2 separate regions of the Oryctolagus cuniculus genome follow, and region 2 is linked to region 1. A link is a contact called in public Hi-C data. All regions are on one chromosome and are shown on one strand. Each heading gives the region's core, a stretch centred on a gene start, on an enhancer-like site or on the middle of the called end of the contact. The rest is flanking DNA. Distances are from core to core; before and after follow the strand shown. Region 1 overlaps PIGN (phosphatidylinositol glycan anchor biosynthesis class N). Region 2 has its middle 250 kb from the start of RNF152.

What was found. Hi-C and Micro-C count contacts between places; a contact is called where the count stands out from the background.
Region 2: a Hi-C map of an unstated tissue shows a contact between it and region 1, with 3 times the contacts expected there. The contact joins two enhancer-like sites. A contact is called at or near these places in 3 of 6 Hi-C or Micro-C datasets (ear pinna, embryonic fibroblasts and an unstated tissue).

The regions. Positions count from the first base shown.
Region 1 is chr10:16,440,846-16,447,172 of mOryCun1.1, forward strand. All of the region lies in intron 12 of PIGN (phosphatidylinositol glycan anchor biosynthesis class N), which reads left to right. Among named protein-coding and RNA genes, the nearest start is that of PIGN, 58 kb to the left of the region's middle. Within about 2 kb of position 3,251, at least 1 of the 8 cell types and tissues checked has an H3K27ac peak or open chromatin away from gene starts, as enhancers often do.
Region 2 is chr10:16,878,943-16,885,269 of mOryCun1.1, forward strand. No RefSeq gene overlaps it. Among named protein-coding and RNA genes, the nearest start is that of RNF152, 250 kb to the left of the region's middle. Within about 2 kb of position 4,014, at least 2 of the 8 cell types and tissues checked have an H3K27ac peak or open chromatin away from gene starts, as enhancers often do.

The DNA of each region.
Region 1 (6,327 bases), core at 2,001-4,500:
TCTCTCACTGTCCACTCTGCCTGTCAAAAAAAAAAAAAAAAAAAAAAAGGTAGTTTTTTAGTGAGTGAGGCAGATCTACATTTCTAATAAAACATCTTTGCATATTTGATTTAATAATATTTTTATGAGAACTTCTTATTTTAAAGCCAAATAGAAGGAATTTTATAGCATTTTTCTTATATTTTTATATGCTAAATATGTTAGTGTGCAGTAGCAAAGGGACAAAAGACCTAGATTTAATAATGAAATGGTATACCTTCTAGAAATAATGGGTTCATGTAATTTAGTGACCATCTATTTAAGATAGATAGTTTAAAATATTTTGATTCAAAACTCACTTTGCTAATGCAAATACATACTTCTTCCTTATTATTGACCTAACTGAATTCTTCTCCTCTTGCTTTTTCCTTGATCTCAACTGCCACATGCAAGTCTCTAACTGTACTCTGAGTGAAAGCTGCATCTCTGAGGACTGTTTATACAGTGATTCTAGAGTTGGGTGCTTTTTCCTTCTGGTGATCTATTATGTACCCCATCTGAGCTAAAATTCCTTGTTTGGATGTAAAATATATCCTCTGTGGCCCAATAGTTCTAATTATGCTCCAGGCTTTGTGATCTGATCACTTAGAAGTTTCTTTGGCATACCTCCTAGCTGGCCTCCAGCCATCTCTTTGTTTATAATTTTACCACAAACAAATCTCATCCTATCCAAAGATGGTTTCTTTGAAAGCCTTCAGTTTGCCACAACATTTTAACAGGTGTCTGATAGCATAGAAGTGAAGAAAAAAAGTTCAACAAACAACCCCTCCAACACACACAATTTTGAAATTCAGAAATTATACATTTTTTGTTGTGATGTCATGAATAGTGTGGAAATTTTTTTAGATGTATAATTGTTTTATGTGTGATTTTAAAATTTAGGAATAACTCCTATAGGAGTTATGACATTTAAAATATTTTCAAAGATAAGTCTTTTCTCAACCAAGGGTTAAAATTTTTCATTAGAATTTTGCTGTTTTTCATGTATAACTTCCCACTCATTTTTTGTTTTATAATTTAAAATGTCTAATGAAAATTTTCTGTAAGTCTTTTTTTTTAAATTTTATTTATTTTTTTATTTTTTTGACAGGCAGAGTGGACAGTGAGAGAGAGAGACAGAGAGAAAGGTCTTCCTTTGCCATTGGTTCACCCTCCAATGGCCGCCGCAGCCGGCGCGCTGCGGCCAGCGCACCGCGCTGATCCGATGGCAGGAGCCAGGAGCCAGGTGCTTTTCCTGGTCTCCCATGGGGTGCAGGGCCCAAGCACCTGGGCCATCCTCCACTGCACTCCCTGGCCACAGCAGAGAGCTGGCCTGGAAGAGGGGCAACCGGGACAGAATCCGGCGCCCCGACCGGGACTAGAACCCGGTGTGCCGGCGCCGCTAGGCGGAGGATTAGCCTAGTGAGCCGCGGCGCCGGCCTCTGTAAGTCTTTTTACTCCAAATCAGAATCTGCCATGTAGCATAGAAGAGAGTTGAGATCAGTACCACAGCTAAACTTAGGGAAGAAGTCTTTAGGATTAAAAGTGTGGTAGGTCAGGAGCAAGAGTGTAGACAAGATGAGAATCTCCAAGCAAGAGTATTCCCTATGTGGAAGTTTGTATTGAATCTTCAATTAATCATTACATACTTATGTATCACCTTATTTTACGTAACCTCGTTTTGAAATGCTTTTAAGTTACGGCTTTATCCTCACCCACTTTAAGACAAGCAAAGTTAACCTAAAACTCCGAGTGTGCAGAAGAACTGGGGCAGACCCGTCTCCTGACTTCATAGCCTGCTGTACTGCTTATTTCCTATCATAGAGCTAAGTCAGAAAAAGACCTACATCCCAATTATTCTGAATCTTACTTAGCTCACTGTTCCCTGCTCTTTCTTTTAAAGTAGTAAAAGTTGTGTTCTACATGCTGATAATATTTTTTTAAAGATTTATTTATTAATTTGAAAGTTAGAGTTACACAGAGAGAGAAGGCGAGGCTGGAGGTGGGGAGGGGTCTTCCATCTGCTGATTCATTCCCCATTGGCTGCAGTGGCTAGAGCTACACCAATCCGAAGCCAGGAGCCAAGAGCTTCCTCTGGGTCTTCCCATGTGGGTGCAGGGGCCCAAGGATTTGGACCATCTAATACTGCTTTTCCCAGGCCATAGCAGAGAGCTGGATGGGAAGAGGAGCAGCCAGGTCTCAAACCAGCTCCCATATGGGATGCTGGTGCTGCAGGCGGCGGCTTTACCTGCTACACCACAGCGCTGGCCCCGATAATATTACTTTAATCCTATTTTGTTTGTTTTTTTCCTAGTTCTATTCAAACAAAGAAATACGTTTTCTATCTCTAAATGTATTTTATGCCTTACCAATATTAGTTCATTCCAATCACTGACTATCCCATACCCAAAACCTAGATCTTACTTCATGGTTTCTTCCTTTTTTATTTTAAGATTTAGTTAGTTAGTTAGTTAGCTAGTTAGTTAGTTAGTTAGTTATTTGAAAGGGAGAGCATCAGAGAGAGAGGGAGAGAAACAAAGAGATCTTCCGTTTGCTAGCTCACTCTCCAAATGGCCACAGCAGCCAGGGCTGCGCCTATTGAAGCCAGAAGCCAGGAGCTCCATCCAGGTCTCCTATATTGGTAGCAGGGGCCCAGGCACTTGGGCCAATATCCACTCCTTCCAGAGCCTATTAGCAGAAAGCTGGATTAGAAGTAGAGCAGCCAGGACTTGAACCAGTACTCAGATACGGGATGTCCACATTGCAAGTGGTGGCTTAACCTGTTTTGCCACGCCAGTCCCGCTTCATGGTTTCTGAGAAGGCTGTAATGAAGGTGTTGATTGAGCTCCAGTCTCATGTGATGGCTTGCCTGTGAACAATCCATTCCAGAGCCCATGGTTTTGGCAGGATTCAGTTTCATACAGGTTGTTGGACAGAAGGCCTCAGTCTGTTGCTGGCTGTTGGTTGTATGCTGCCCTCATTTTCTTGCTCTGTGACCCTCTCTCAAAGCATCTAAGCCGAAAAACAAAACAAAACAAAAAACAATAAAGAGAGTTGCTAGCAAGACAGAAGTCATCGTTTAAAAAATGTAACCCAAGTAACATCTAGCTAACATTGCTGAATCCTCATACTTAAGCAGTTTTCTCCAGGGGAATAGACTGCACAGGCTATGAATGCCAGGAAATAGAAATAGGCATCTGGAGTATTCACTGAAGTTGGGGTGGGGGTGTGCAGCACTTCTGAGAGTCTGCCTACCAGCTTGCATTTATTCTAGTGTTAAAAACAAATGGGGCATATCTGTATGTGTCTCCTATTTTAGATTTTTTTTGTTCCAAGAAGATCTCTGGTAAGTTGACATTTCAGTAGAGAACTGAGTAAGATGTCCAGGCTTAGGGAACCACCATTCCAAGACTTAATGTAGCTTGTAACATAGCAATGTTAGGGGCTAGAGTGATTTTTTGAGGGGAGACCAGTGGGGCATGAGAAGAAGAAAGGAAAGAACAAGCGGTGGGACGGATCATGAAGCGCCATAGTGGAGACTTGATTTTGAGTGAGATGGGAAGACTGGAGGTTTTACATAAAGGAATTATGTGATTGAAAATAGTTTTAAATACCCATGCTGTCACTATGTGGAGACTGTTGGCAGGCAGCTGCAGTCACAGGAGACCAACTAGACTATTCCATTATTCTAGGTGAAAGGTCGTACCTCGTTCTGGGGTGCTAACAGTGGATTCTTGGGTTGTTTTTGTTTTTTACCATTTATTTACTTGAAAAGCATACCATCAGAAATGGAGGGACACACATACACACACACACAGAGGTAGAGAAAGAGAGAGATGGATTTTTCACCTGCTGGTTTGCTCCCCAAATGGCTATAAGAACCCATACTAGGCCAAATAAAAGCCAAAAGCCAGGAACTCCATCTGGGTCTCCTATGTGGGTGGCCCAAGCACTTGGACCATCTTCTGCTGCCTTCCCAGATACATTAGCAGGAACTGGATAGGAGGTGCAGCCGTCAGGACTTGAGTGGGCACTCTGATCTGGCATGCCAGCCCCACAGTGTGGATACATTTTTTAAAGAGTAGAAATAATAGGATTTGCTGATATATTGAATGTAAGGTGAGAGAGAGAGAGCTGAAGATAACTTTAGGACTTTTGGATGAAATGAATACCATTGCCATTTTCTTAGAAAGGGCAAACTGTGGGAGAATCAATTTGGGAAGAATACCTGAAATTCACTTAGAATTAATATTATGACATACAGAAGAAGGGCAAGCTAAGAGGAGGAAGGCCACTTGAAAGACTGTTGGCAGTGATTCCAGCAAGTGGAGTCTTGCATAAGCACCATCCTCAGCACTGCCTGCTCTCATTCATTACATGCTTAGTGTATGCATGAGACTGTTCTAAGTTATTTGTGCGTGTGTGTACACATATTAAAAGATATATGTATCTTTTAATTCTTAGAATAGCTCTATTTGGTTGATACATTATATGAGGAAATTGAGACATAAAAATACTTCCCCCAAATAACAGAATTAATAAATATAGAGCTAGGATGGAGCTCAGGCAGTCTGGCTTAGAGTTAGTCCATCACTAAACTAAGTTATCAAGCCTAGTGTCCTTCAGAAATACTGCTTCAGAGCTGAGCAGATATGAACAGAAGGAATATAGGAATTCAAGGTATTGAAGTGGAATAAAACATATAGGTGAAATTTTCCCTTTCTTTTTAAGATTTAGTTATTTGAAAGAGCTACAGAAAGAGAGGGAAAGACAGAGAGACGTGGAGGGAGAGAGAGAAGAGAGAGATCGAGCTCTTCTATCCATGGTTCACTCCCTAGATGGCCACGGTGGCCAGAACTGAGCCAGGCCAAAACTGCAAGCGAGCAGCTTTGTGCAGGTCACCCATGTGGGTGCAGCAGCCCAAACACTTGGGCCATCCTGGACTGCTTTTCCCAGACTGTTGGCAGGGAGCTGGATTGGAAGTAGCACAGCCAGTGCAGGAACCAGTGCCCATTTGGGATGCCAGTGTTGCAGGTGGTGGCTTTACCCACTGTGCCACAATGCTGGCCCCAAAATTTCCTATTTGAGAGATATTTAGACATTCATATGATTTTCCCAACCGCTTCTCATGTGGGAAGGGCAAATTCAGTTATGGATATGTTGGGTTTGTTATGTCTGTATAATGGCATCACAGTATGCACTCAGCTTACAACTGGAAATCTCAGTCTGGAGCTCAGAAGCAAGAATTGGGCTCTAACTGTGGATTTGGAAAATGTCCAGTATTAATTAAAGCTGTGGGACTAGGTGAAATCCCTCAGTCAAAGATCATAGAGCCTAGAATATTGGGCAAGGACAAACAGGAAATATACTTATATAGCTTCCCTTATTTGTACATCTCATAGTAAATTTTTAATATGTGATAAAACTGAGATTCAAGGACTTTGAAAAAAATTCACATGAAGCTTCTAAGCTCTTCTAAGGATTTTATTATAAATTTTGTTGTCCTTGATCAACAGTAGTTGTTTTGTCTCAGGCTAACAAATCACTGAGAACTTGTAATATGAAATGACAATTTCTGTGATAAAATTTGAGGAAAATGACACAAATTTACAGTATTTACAGTGAATTCATGGCATCAATACTTAGTTTATTAGGGATAATTTAGAAGAACACATTGATCTATAGAAATTATGGCAAATTACTCATTTAATTTTCATATTTGTTGAAAGAATATTCTTGGGACAAATGGGTAAAGTCTTAGAATATTTTGTGATATATATCATATCATAGTATTTTTGAAACTTCTCTTGTTAATAAAAATTGAAATTGTATTGGGAAGAAACAAATATAATGACTGATATAAGTATAGACAGATTCTGTTTAGAATTTTTTTCCTCATACTGTTTTGATTGCAGATCATTAGAAAGTATAGTCTTTTGTGTGGAACCACAAAATACTCCAAATAGCCAAAGCAATCTTTGAGCAAAAAGAACAAAGCAAGAAGCATTATACTACCTGATTAAAAAAATACAGTGAAGTTACGGTAGCATGGTGTGGGCATAAAAACAGACAATGGATCAGAATAGACACCCATAAACGCATATGTGCAGCCAGCTGATCTTTTCAAAGGTGTTAAGAGTCTGGACTGCAAAAGCGATAGTCTGGGTAGTCTTTTCAGTAAATGGTGTTTGGGAAAGCCAGATAACCCACACAGCAGATGTAACTAGACCCGTTTTTCTCACCATGTACAAGCATCAATTCAAAATTGATTAAAGACCTAAATGTAAGACCTGAAATTTGAAACTGCTG
Region 2 (6,327 bases), core at 2,764-5,263, 440 kb after region 1:
TCTAAGCACCGGCCCAAACAAGACAGGCAATGTGATAAAGGTCAGGATTTATTCGGAAAGTGAGAAAAATACACAGGAACGCAAGGGCTTCATTAAGGAAGAACGGGTCGGGAAGAGCAGACAGGGAGCGCCATACCAGCCTTTTCCAGGGAGCAGGCAACGACCACAAGCAAGGGCCGGAGGGAGGGCGGGAGAGCGGGAGGGCGGGAGAGCGCGAGGGCTCTCCAGCCTCTGCTTCCCTTTCAAAAGGGGAGTGATTACATAGTCTGATTGACAGGTGGGTGGATACAGGTGAGATCACGTAGGGGGCAAAGGGTGGGGTCTCCAGATCCTGGGCCTAATCCTATTTCCTTGATTTGTCTCGTATCAGGTGGAACAAAAATTTATGCTTCCTTGTAGATGAAGTTCCTTAAAGCATGTTGTCAACTTCTATTCTTATTAATTTTCTAAAAACTTGAGAATGGGGAACTGTGGCACTGTGGATTAAGCTGCTGTTCCCAACACTGGTGTCCCATATGGGTGCTGGTCCAAGTCTGACACTCCCCTTGCAATTCAGCTTCCTACTAACAGGCCTGGCAAAGCAGCAAAAGATGTCCCAGGTGTTTGGGGCCCTGCACCAACACAGAAGACCTGGATGAAGCTCCTGGCTCGTGGTTTTAGCCTGGTCCAGCCCTGGCCATTGTGTCCATTTGAGGGAGTGAAACTGCAGCTCTCTTCTTATCTCTCCTCTCTCTCTCTCTGTAACTTTGCCTTTCAAACAAACAAACAAACAAACAAATAAGTCTTTAAAAACAATTTTGAGGGAGACCAGAGCTGGGCCAAGCATAGACAGGAACTGGAAATCCAATCCAGTCCTTCCACTTGGATGGCAGGGACCAACTACTTGAGCCATCACCTACCTCCTCCCAGGGTGAAGGTTAGCAGGAAGAAGGAATTGGGAATGATGCTGGAACCTGAACCCAGGCACTCTGATGTGGGATGTAGGCACCTTAACCTCTGGCCTCTGTTGTCAGTTTTCAAAATCCAAACAAAACTCAGAGAGGGGTTGAGTCAAAGGTTATAGGTTGCAGGGGGGAGGGTGAAACTATTTTAACTCCATTTAAGTACTTGGCTTCTTTGAAATAAATACCACAGCTAGCACGGGCCAACTATCACCTTCAATAGCACACATATTTGAGTCTCAGCCCAAAATGTTGCGTTTGAAAGGCACCTGTTTTAAGAGAAGACTGATGGGATGCTTTCCCCTTGGGTTCCACTTAGGAATTACGGAGCTGAAAGGCTTTTGATGGAACAGCTTGCTTTGGTTTGGTTTGGTCTGGTTTTCTTTGGTGGAGCCAGAACTGAGGGGAGGGCGTGGAGCAGGTGGGGCACAGTTGTGTGATGGAATCAGTTTCCCTCCTGAACCTGCAACACAATTTAGCTCCCAAGCCACCCTAGTGAAAGTCTGTCTGCTCTGGAGGAGCTGAATTCCGACATGAGAGGCACAGGTGCTAAGTGCCCCCCAGGAGGCCAGCCCTGCTCCTTTCTTAGCATCTGCATGCAGGATTTGAATAACAAGCGATGTTAGCTAGAAGAGACAATAAATAACCTCAGGAACTCAGACTCCTTTTCCTAATTTTCTTGGTATATAAATCAGCACTTGTTGGTTTTCTTTGCCATTTAAAAAACTGCAAAAACAAACTGGAGACAAAAATGAGAAATATGTGTCATTTGGGAAAAAAAAACTTAGAATGCATTGCTTTTAACTAATTCCAGTATAGCAGTGTTCAGTGCTACTAGAAAAGCAAAATCTGCATTTATAAAACCAAACCTCTATAAAGGGTCTTGAAGGCAGATGAGAGATAATATCAGGTCCCGGCCTCGCACCCCTAGCTTAAGTTGTCCTCACCCTTCCCTAATTAAGCACATACTGGAAGTACTTCACCAAATTGAGAGAGGGATGCAACTGACCCAGCAAAACTCCCCAAGAGTTAACATCTTGATGGTCGGTATTATCTCAAAGGCTCTTGTTGCTGGGGAATTTCTGCCTAGGCAGGAAGCAACTGTCACCTGTGTGTAGCCCCAGACAGAATGAACCCCAACTTTTCCACCATAAGTAACATGGTATTGCCAACCGGGAACCTGGACTCGCACTGAACACACTCCTCATCCCCCCTGACTTTACTCCCGGAGGGAGTCCCAGATTTCAGTGCTAGCTGCCCAGCTCCTTGCTCTGCAGTTAGCAATAAAAGCCTGCTTTCTCCCACCATCCCAATGCCAGTGATGGGCTTTCTATGTGTCGGGTGAGCAAACCCCGTTTGGAGGTACTATAGCAACTTCTCCGACTAGCTTTGGGGGTCATTCTATAACGTATGTACTAGGACACTTTGGCAAGAGTAGAAGAGAATTTCCAGTATAACAACATGATGAGACTCCCACCTAAGCCGACACAGAGGAAGATACAAGAACAGTACAGACTGGGATTTGCACCACTCTGAACTCTGTAATTTCCTGGGAGGGTGAGAAGTCATGCAGACTTTATGAACTTACTTATTTTCATTTATTTGAGAGACAGAGATAGATCTTCCACCCACTGGTCTACTCCCCAAATGTCTACCAGAGCCAGGGCTGGGCCAGGTCAAAGCCAGGAGCCTAGAACTCAATCCAAGTCTCCCATGTGAGTGGTGGGTACCTGAGCCCTTAAGCTATGGTCTGTTGCCTCTCAGTGACATGCAATAAAGGCAGGGAGCTAGATGGGGCCGCCATCTGGAAACCACACCTCCTCTGCCCTATGCTGTCCTATCTGTCGACCTATCATTCAAACAAACCCTTTCCCAGGCTATATCGCTCTTCTCCTGGGAGGTATCATATAGCCGCTCCCCTTCCAACCTCAGAAGAGGCTGGCGACTGGAGGGGCTCGCTGTCCCTGCAGACCAGGATGAGACAGGGTGCTGAGGCTGGTGGTCTCTGCACTTCCCTTCCCCATCCTTTTCCCTTCCTGGCCCACTCTATCCCGAGCAGTGTCCATGAGTGTGTGTGTTCCTTACCTTTCAATAAACCGTATCACTCTGTGTGCCATATTTATGTCTGTATTTAGAATGCTTCTCTAGGTGAAAGGCAAGACCTTGGAAAAGGAATTTAGACCCCAGCTCACCCACAACACCGGGGTGTGCATTAGCAAGAAGCTGGACTGGAAGCAGAGCCGGTTCTAACCAAAAAGGATCTTAACTGTTGCTGTGTTAAATGCCAACCCTGGCTTTAATGGCGTTTGGTGACTTTAAATAGCCTTCCCTGTGTCAGTAGCAATGACAACAGGCACCTGAGCTGAGGTGTGCCCGAGTCTCTCAGTCTCACACACCCACACACACACACACACACGTGCACACACACCCTGCACACTGCACAGCACAGCCCAGGGCGTGGGGTTCATCTCCGTGAAATGCCCCAGCTTGATTCCTCCATAGAAACTGTGCTGGCTACCACGAGGGAGGACCCCCGCTGCAGATGTGGGATCCAGCAAAGGGAGGAAATTCTGTGGTTTAATAGCTTGGCAGTGGCTGCATCCTTTGCATCCCATAGTGTTCATTAGCATCCTACCACTTAGCCGATTCTCAGCACAGAGTTGTATTTAACTGTGAGGTGCCCTATCGGAGAGTCTTCCAGGAAAAAGCAGTTTGTAAAAGGCTGTCTGGCAGTTGGGGATGGGAGTTTCCTGGGTTCGAAAAAAGCCATCGCCTCCTGAGCAAATGGCCAAGCAGCACCGAGGCGGGCCCTTTCCTTCCTCTCGGGGAAGGACTCAGAGTGGCTGTGTGGGGTCCCAGGAGGCAGGAATCACCTCCTGTGATCTTGGTGACAGGGTTGTGCATGCAAATTGCTCAGTAGAGATAAACAGGCCTCGGGGAGCCCTGGCTTCTGCCTCTTGTCCAGCTCCGAATAGGAGAGCATACTACAGAGTGTATGCCAGGACTCTGCCTGAAGGTGAGGGCGTGCAATTTGAGAGCCAAACTTGGACTTGTGGTCACCTCTGCCCTCCTAGGCAGATGTCCTCCGGCCTGGTAACTCCCTCTGAGCTTGCTTTCCTAACCTCTTCATCTGTTTCCTGGTGGTAAATCTTAGATGGCCAGGCAGGGGCTGTCAGCTGCAGACACGGCTGGCTCAGGACAGGGACTGTCCCAAAGCCGGAGGGGCCCAAGACAGCTCTGACCAGGAGGGGGTTGGGGGATGTGGGGCTGCCCTGGGCCCTGCGGGGCCTGGGACAGTGCTCAGCCCCAGCCCTCCAGAAGGCCTCTCCCTCCTCTCTGCACTGGAGACCCTCTCCACAATGCACTTGGGCAGATTAATTCCACACATAGCTCTGCCTGATTTCTGGCAAGGCGCGAGGCCCTAGGAAGACACTCCACCGTGTCGCCGACTCTTCTCACTTCCTTTTTCCTTTTCCTTCTTTCTTCCTCGCCTCCCTTCCTTCTTTGCCTGCCATCGCCTTTATTTTCCTTTCCTTTCTAAGGCCCAATTTTAAGAGCCCAGTCGCCTTCAAGCCTGAGGGCTGCTACCGCCCCCTTGTGTTTCTTCGGAGGAAGGTCTCAGTCCCAAGGCTGCCCACACACCTGGAGAGAACTGAGACTGTGGGGTGACAGACAGCTGTGCATCCCAGGGCAGGGACTGTATCGGCCTTGACTGAATGTTTAGTGCCTAGCAAGCACCTGCCCCGTGTTCATTGAGATCCATGTAGGTAGGAATCAGACCCATAGCACAATTATGGTATATTGGGGTTATGTGCATATAACAATATTTGGTAGGTTTCTACTATGTGCCAGGCACTATGTATTTTATATGTATTATTTTACTTATTTGCCACAGCAAAATGATTACTCTCATTTTACAAACAAGGACGGAAGGCAGAGGAGAGAGAACTCTCCCAGGCAGTGGCGGAGTCAGGACTGGAAGCCCAGCTATCTGGTTCCTGGCTCCCATGGACCCCTGGGTTACATACATCCCATTTATAGGCATCCAGAGGCTTCATCACCATGCAGGAGCATCTGCTGTCAGCACAAGAAACTGTGCTTTGGAATCTAGAAAAACGACCCCTTACAGTTCACACTAAGTACTCGAAGCTACCCAGGGTTCCTTAACATTCTTACTACTGGATATCCTCAGCAAACAAGGTGTACTTGTATAATTATTAAACTAAATTTGACCTCATCTGCCTCCCACCTTGTGTCCTGATGTAATGCACTGCAACCTAGCTTAATACAAACTCGCAGCCTAACAACTACGTGATCTCAGCCAATCACATGCTTCCAGAGGATCAGACCGTGCCCAAATAAGGCAAACCCCTAAGTTGCAACCTAGGAAGCTGCTTCTGTACTGCACGTCCGTGTCCTATTTACCCACATGTCCAACCATGGAGCTCTCTGAACCTCTTCTGGTTCTGAAGGCTGACCAGTTTGTGAATCGTTCTTTGCTCAACTCAACTCCATTAAATTGAATTTGTCAAAGTTTTCCTTTTCTTTCTTTTTTTTTTTTTTTAATATTTATTAGAGAGGTAGAGTTACAGAGAAAGCGAGAGATGGAGAGAAAGGTTTTGCATCTGCTGGTTCACTCCCCAAATGGCCACAATGGCCAGAGCTGGGCCCATCTGAAGCCAGGAGCCAGGAGCTTCTTCCGGGTTTCCCATGTGAGTGCAAGGGCCCAAGCACTTGGGCCAACTTCCACTGCTTTCCCAGTCCGTAACAGAGAGCTGGATCAGAAGAGGAGCAGCTGGGACATGAACTGGCACCAGTGCCCCAAGGTGGAGGCTTAGTCTACTATGCCACAGTACCAGCCCTCCAATTTTCCCTTTTCAAATGTGGTATTTGTTGGGGCCAGCATTGTGGCACAGTGGATTAAGCTGCTGCCTGTGATATCAACATCTCATATGAGCACTGGTTCAAATCCTGGTTGCTCCACTTCTGATCAAACTTCCTGCTAATGAAACTGAAAAAGCAACAGAAGATGGCCCTGATGCTTGGTTCCCCTGCCACCCAAATGCAAGACCTGGAAGGAATTCAGCCTGGTCCAGCTCTGGCCATTGCAGCCATTTAGGGACTGAATCAGCAGTTGGAGGATCGATCATTGTCTCTGTCTCTGCTTCTCTCTGTGTAACTCTGCCTTTCAAATAAATAAAATAAATCTAAAAAACAAGTAGGAATTGCTTGATCAGAGGCTATGCCTTTTTAAAAATGTAGTATGTGTGTGTGTGTGTGTGTATGCATAATGGAATATTATTTGGCCATAAAAAGGAAAAAGAGCAAAGTGGAAGAAGGGCTCATTTTTTTTTAGGACCCTGAAAATCTGGATCAATTCTCAGGC